Linked DNA regions of Mus musculus: region 1 is linked to region 2. Evidence: chromatin contacts called from public Micro-C data. All regions are on one chromosome and are shown on one strand. Each heading gives the region's core, a stretch centred on a gene start, on an enhancer-like site or on the middle of the called end of the contact. The rest is flanking DNA. Distances are from core to core; before and after follow the strand shown.

Region 1 (3,318 bases), core at 273-2,772, 48 kb after region 2:
CCCTGACCCCAGGGGAGGGTGTGCCCAAGGCTGGCTACTTGGTACATACGAGGGCCACATACTCAGTACGTGGAGCCCTAGTCATATCTGTGTACTCAGTACACAGAGTCCGGATTGGCCAAACGGGCCCACAGACTCAGCCCCACGGGGGCGCTGGAGGAATTTGCAGCGGGGGGAAGGGAGCAACTCCATATATATATTTTGTAAAAAATAATAATAATAATAAGTTTGTTTAAATGAATTTGTCTCTATACAAAATGTAAAAAAGAAAAAAATAATAACTCACTCTTGTCAGAGTGTGAGACAATGAGAAGCAGAAAGAGGGGGGGGAGGAAGTTGAGGCAGGGAGAGGGATCAAAAGGAGGTCCCAGATCCCTTAGGGGGCCAAGGTGGTGGAAGGTCAGCCCCTACCCATTATAAATAAAGGAAGACTGGGGGTCTGGGCTGGTGACCAACTTGGTCACACTACAAGACAGAGAGGTGCAGGAAGGCTGGGACAGAGAGAAAGGGATGAGAGTAAGATTAAAAAGGAGGAAGAAAGAAGTCATAGAGGAGTGTCACTTCAGCACCCCTCAAATCCAAGAACTTAGGCCATCACCTGCCTCTTGGGGGTAACTTCTGGTTGGGGTCCCAGCTGAGTCTGGGACTGAGGGAGGGAGGGAACAGATATGGGGTGTGGCTGAGCAGGCAGGGCTCCAGAGGCTGTGGCATTGGTAGCAGTTGCTGGGCTAGGTGTTGAGTCAGACCAGTCTGAGAGGGATGGGGGGGATGGGCTGGCCCAGTGCTCTGGGGACTCAGGAGACGGGGTCAAATAAGGATGCTCGCTGGGAACCCGCAGGAAGCGGGCCTTGGTGGGGCTACTGCGGGTTCCTGCTGCAGGATATTCCTCTCCATGTCCTGGAGCAGCCAGGTAGGGTGGGGGCCGCTCTTGGGGAGAAACTGGGGCTCCTGGGTTGAGCAACTGGGGTCCCGGAGCCAGGGGCAGCAGGAATGAGGGCCCTGGAGGGGCAGGTGGAGGCAGCCTGGCCCAGTCGAGGGGAACAGCTACAGGATTGAGCAGACCAAAGCTGAGCACACAGCCCCCAGGAGGCTGGCGCCCCAGAGGACCCGCCCTACTTGCGCCTAGCTGTGCCAAGGACACCGCGGTGGCCGTGGTGGCATAGGGGCCCTCCAAGGGGAAGCCTCCAGGGGAAGCAGGGGGCCCACTGAAAGGCCGTGGTGAGTCCAGAGAGTCCACCGGTGACAGTGTGACAGAGCTGTCTGCCAGAGGTCCTGGACAGGCTAGTGTCAGCTTCTTGCCCCGACCACGAGTTCCCTGTGGCCCCAGCCCGGTCTTGCCAGGTGGCCTCCTGCTCTTCTTGGTCCCAGACTGCACCGCTTTGAGGCCAGGAAGGAAGGCCCCTGGTGGGCAGAGCAATGGCCCTAAGCCATGGGGACCAGAGGGACTTCGAGGTCCACTGGGCTGGTCCAGCAACCGCACAATGTCCTGGTGCAGCCGCTCCTGGGCCACGTCCCGGGGCAGCCTGTCCAAGTGATCTGTGATCTCCCGGTTGGCGAGATGATCCAGCAGCAGCTTGGCAGCCTCATAGCTGCCCTCCCGAGCGGCCAAGAACAGCGGCGTCTCTTCCTGAGGCGGGGGAGGGGCAGAACCCACGGAGGTCAGTCACTCTGGCCAACACCTAGCTTTCTAATCTCTAGGGCAGCCTGAGAACTAAGAGTTGATACCCTGGAAATAGATGGACCTGAGTTTGGATTCCAGCTCTGTTGAAGAAACAAGCTCTCTCTGTAGCAGGCACATCTGGCCAGGACTTACCTTAGGCACAAAATTTAAAGGGGCATCAAAACTTCCAGTCATCAAAATAAACTGCATGGTGATGTTATAAAAGTTTTAAAAAGAGTTATAAAAGATTAAAAAGCACGCCTTTAATCCCAGCACTCGGGAGGCAGAGGCAGGCAGATTTCTGAGTTCTACCAGTTTCTTTGTCCTGGTCTACAAAGTGAGGTCCAGGACAGCCAGGACTATACAGAGAAACCCTATCTTGAAAAACCAAAAAAACAAAAGATTAAAAAGTGAGTTGTTGGGGTTCTGGTGGTCCTGTACACCTTCAGTCCTACCATCCAGGACACAAAGGCAAAAGGGTCTCTGAGTTCTAGGCTAGCCTGGTCTACAAAGTGAGTCCTTGTCTTAGAAAGAAAGAAAGAAAGAAAGAAAGAAAGAAAGAAAGAAAGAAAGAAAGAAAGAAAGAAAGAAAGAAAGAAGGAAGGAAGGAAGGAAGGAAGGAAGGAAGGAAGGAAGGAAGGAAGGAAGGGAGGGAAAGACAGAGATGGAGACAGACAGAGAGAGAACCTGAGCCTATGACCCCAGCACTTGAGAGGCTAAGGCAGAAGACTCACCAAGAGTTTGAGGTCAGCTTTTGCTAAATTAACCAGTAAGACATGATCTCCAAAAGAGAAGGAAACAATGTAAAGACTGGCAAGACGGCAAGACGGCACAGTGGGTAACCACACTTGTCACTCAGCCTGGTGACTTCAGTGCCATCCCTGGTATCCACACGGGCAGTTCACAACTGCCTATAGATTCAGCTCTAGGGGGATTCAACACCCTCTTCTTGCTTCAAGGATATCTGCAACTCATGTCCACATACTTACACGCACACACTATTTAAAAATAAAATATATCATTGAAAAAAGAAAAAGCCAGGCATGAGAGCATATACCAGCATTTAGTTAGTAGAAATATGAGAATTGTGAGTTCAAGGCCAACCTGAGGTAGGAAGTTAGTCTCAAAAAGAAAGAAAGAAGGAAGGAAGAAAAGTAGGCTTGTTCAAGCTCAGCAGCTCATGCTGCTGCTTCCCCTGTCACAATGGGGACAACTGCGTTCGATGTCACACAGCGACTTCAACAGTTTGCTCTCACAGCCTTCAGGCCAGAATCCCACTCCTGAGAGCTGACTGCAAGCAAGATGGATGCCCCTAACAGGCTTATTCCTCCCTGACTCTGCTTTGTCACATTCAGGGGCTGTAGCACTGTAGGCCCCCAGTGGCTCACCTTGCTGTCCTGCATGTCCTTGTTGGCTCCATTTTTCAGCAGAGCCAAGGTAGCCTCCACGTTGTTCACAGCTGCAGCCCAGTGTAAGGCAGATTTCCCTGTAAGGAGATAAACATCAGTGTCAGGCTCATGTCAGGTTCTCCATTACAGAACAGGCAGAAATGTGTAGAAAATGGCCTGGCAAGGACTAGAGAGGTGGCTCAGCAGTTAAGAGCACTGACTGCTCTTCCAGAGGTCCTGAGTTCAAATCCCAGCAACCACATGGTGGCT
Region 2 (3,311 bases), core at 760-3,259:
TTAAACAAGAAAAAAAAAAAGGAAAAGAAGAAGGAAGGGAGGGAGGGAGGGAGGGAGGGAGAGAGGGAGGGAGGGAGGAAGGGAGGAAGGAAGGAAAGAAAATTCCAGGAGTAATTGGGGGGGGGCAATGTGTGAGTGAAGGTGTCTTACTCCATAGCTATCCTGCTGCCTCAGCCTCTAGGGTACTAGATTGTAGGTATCACCATGCCAGGCAAAAAATTTCTATTGGCATAAAAAGATTAAATACTGTTAAATTTAAAATTGCACATTAAATTCTGGTTTTAAGCAAATTAAACCCACTAGGGTGCAGTGAAGGGCGAATATGGCATAGAAAACATTATTTTATGTTAATCTCTCCATAGAAAGTGTCTGCAACAAGAATAAACCAGCAAGGAGACACAACAGTGCAAAACACACCGATATTTACAAACTGTCAGTTCTGGCCATGCTGACCACGCAATGGCTTTCTGGGAGGTCAGGCTGACCTGGGGACACACTGACTCCCACTTACTGTCAGGTGTTGCACAACACCAAGTCTGAGGCCTGACAGAAAGATGTACACGCACACACACCAAAACAAAAAAAAACCCAAAAAACAAACAAACAAACAAACAAACAAACAAACAAACAAAAAACCCAAAAACATCAAATCTCCCAGCAGGATGGCAGGATGGCTGTTTAATCAGTTGGTACCAGCATCTGCCTGGGCCTCTGACACTGCTCCACAGGCTCCACCGTGCCCCCTGCTGGTGGATGCTGAGACTGCAACTGGACTGGCACCTGCCAGCCATCTGCAGCTGTCACAGAAAGTGTGGACAGGCACAGGCATGTCCAGCTACACCTCCACCCCAAGGCGTGTCTCCATCATTGGGGGGTGGGGGGGAGTGACATTCATTCAGACCTGGGGACCAGGTTCAAGCCTTCCCTGGCTCACCACTTTCCCTAGAGACTGCAGCTCTAGTGTAACCTCACACTGAACCTGACCTCCCAGAACTGCCCCTTAGAGGGACATCCATTCTTAGCATCCACTGGTGGGACCCGTGGTTAGCATCCATCTGTCACATGGACAGACATGGCTTTCTGCAGGTAGCTAGCTACGTGGATGTCTGGAAGAGAAGCACCCCAGATGGCAGCAATAAAAGGGGGCACTGGGCTGCGGCACCCTCCTGAAGGCACACCACCAAAGCCTGGGTCCATGCCTGTCCACTCAAACCCCAGTGCCCTCTCTGGTCCAGGTGGATACACTGCCCCGGAAAGGTTCACGGAGGGCCCAGTGCAAGCAGGTGGGCCCAGCCTGTGGTCACTGGGCATGTATGAACTACCTAAGTATGGCTTGATACCCCAAGTTAATGAGTCCCCCAAAGGGCTGCAAGGAAGCGAAGAACTTGGAGACAAAATACATTCACTTCTTCTTCCCTTCACTTTACAGTGTAAGGACTGAAGTAGCTGGAGCCGGGAACTCTGTCTAGGAGCTGCCCAGGAGCACAGCAAAGGCCTCAGCACTGCTCTGGCCAACCTGGCTCCTTCCAGGGACCCTACCTTCCTCAACAAGGACAGGAGACAGCCTGACCTCTAACAGCCTGTGCTGGTCTCTTATCTCAGGTGGTGCTGCTGACATCATACTGGGAGCACAGCCTGTGGGGCGCACAGTCCCCTCCTTTCAAATCCCCACTTCAGCACAGAGGAGCCTAGAATGCTCCCACTGAAACAGCAAGTGGCTTTAAAAAAAAAAAAAGGCTCTCACCGTTAAGGAAAAGGACCGTGTCATTTGTCATTTTTACATTCGTGGACATACTGCAGAAGTGAGACAGAGGCCCAGGATTATCACACAGGAGCAGGCATGACTTAAGAAGAGTCATATGTGGGAATTCCTTCCTAGCATCCGGGAGGTGGAAGGAGACGCTTTGAGGCAGGATCAAAGTCCTACTGGGCTACCCTGGGCTAATGCAGCTTCCTTACTAAGCTCTGGAAAGTGAAAGCAAAAGCCAATTCTGACTTGGCTACTAGGGGGCCGGACCCAGTGCTTGCTGGCTGGCAGGGCTGCAGACAGTTCTTTGGAAAGCCTGACCTCGGCCAGCACCTCTGCCCATGCTCAAAGCACTAATCATTTCTTCTTAGTCACGTGCTCTGGGCCTTATCCCCTGGCTTCCAAGGCAACCTCCAATTTCTCCTTAGACTGTGGCTTCTGTGAAGAAGCAAGGCAAATCTCAAGAACTGAAGTTCATTAAAGTGGGTGTGGGTGCTGACTGAGGTCAAGGGATGTTGTGAACAGACAGCCCCACTCACAGTCATGACTGGGGATCCCCAAACTCTGGGAAGTAGAGCCAAAACAAAAAAAACAAAAAAAACAACAAAAAAAAAACTCACCCTTGAGCAGTAGGCAATGGGACATGTCACAGTCTCCTGAGGGGTCTAAGAGCTGCCCCTGCATACACAATGCCAATATGCTCTGTAGAGGAGACCTTCCAAGGAGGCAGAGAGCTAGCTGACTTCACATCAGGGCCTCTGGCCCCTCAGCATGAGGTGGGCACAGAATCCAGAAATGGAGGGGGAGGGGGGAAAACCTGCACTTAAGTCCGCCACCAGGGGGCAGGAGCCACCTCTGTCTCTCCTTCCCTGTCTGTCCAAACCCCTGTGCAGCGATGCACTGTCCCCAGCAGCATGTGGCAGGTGCACTGCCACCTGACAGTTCTGCAGGGCTGGGTGAGTGCCCACAAGAGCCCAGTGAGGCAAACTTCCCTGAATCCCCAAGCTGCCCTGCTCTCAGCAGCTCAAACCCATGTTGGTCAGCTTCCTAGAATTTGCTCCAAAGTTACAGGAGACCCTGCAGACACCCAGGCCGCTTGCAGATCTCCTGGAATGTTCAGGTTCCTTAAAAGGTCCCTGTCACAGTGACCACATGCTTGTGTGCCTTCCCAAGCACGGGGATATGAAACCTTCCCTCGCAGCCCAGCAGCTCCATACGTGTGACATTCTGGGACACCCAAAGAGTGGCAGAGACACAGAAACTCTAATGCAGGAATAAGGGAAAGCCAGAAAGGCAACGAAAATATTTGGCGGAATTCTTCCAATGCCAATGGTTAAGACCTAACCCGAGTTTTTTTTTTTTTTTTTTTGTTTGTTTGTTTGTTTTTTTTGTTTTTTTGGTTTTTAGTTTTTGGAGACAAGGTTTCTCTGTAGACCAGGCTGGCCTCGAACTCAGAAATCCGCTTGCCTCTGCCTCCCGAGTGCTGGGATTAAAGGTGTGCACCACCATGCCCAGCTGGCTGGCTTGCTTTCTTTTTCTTTCTTTCTTTCTTTCTTTCTTTCTT

The links. A called contact is a pair of places that touch in the nucleus more often than the background predicts.
Region 1: a Micro-C map of the G1E-ER4 cell line shows a contact between it and region 2, with 2.6 times the contacts expected there. The contact joins two enhancer-like sites. A contact is called at or near these places in 3 of 15 datasets of contacts at CTCF or cohesin (the G1E-ER4 cell line, large pre-B cells and pro-B cells), 11 of 484 Hi-C or Micro-C datasets (the AML12 cell line, the G1E-ER4 cell line, the HL-1 cell line and 5 more), 3 of 115 datasets of contacts at active chromatin or transcription factors (bone marrow-derived dendritic cells and embryonic stem cells) and 3 of 9 other capture datasets (adipose tissue, embryonic stem cells and pancreatic islet).

The regions. Positions count from the first base shown.
Region 1 is chr17:32,121,234-32,124,551 of GRCm38.p6, forward strand. It overlaps Notch3 (notch 3), which reads right to left. Exons shown (of 33, transcript NM_008716.3): 32 at 3,049-3,146; 33 at 1-1,627. The coding sequence ends at 587. The region is part of intron 1 of Gm38585 (a long non-coding RNA gene); the gene reads left to right. Among named protein-coding and RNA genes, the nearest start is that of Gm38585, 9.7 kb to the left of the region's middle. Within about 2 kb of position 1,523, at least 38 of the 459 cell types and tissues checked have an H3K27ac peak or open chromatin away from gene starts, as enhancers often do. A contact at or near this core is called in the G1E-ER4 cell line, where this site is marked.
Region 2 is chr17:32,072,767-32,076,077 of GRCm38.p6, forward strand. No RefSeq gene overlaps it. Among named protein-coding and RNA genes, the nearest start is that of Rrp1b, 38 kb to the left of the region's middle. Within about 2 kb of position 2,010, at least 23 of the 459 cell types and tissues checked have an H3K27ac peak or open chromatin away from gene starts, as enhancers often do. A contact at or near this core is called in the G1E-ER4 cell line, where this site is marked.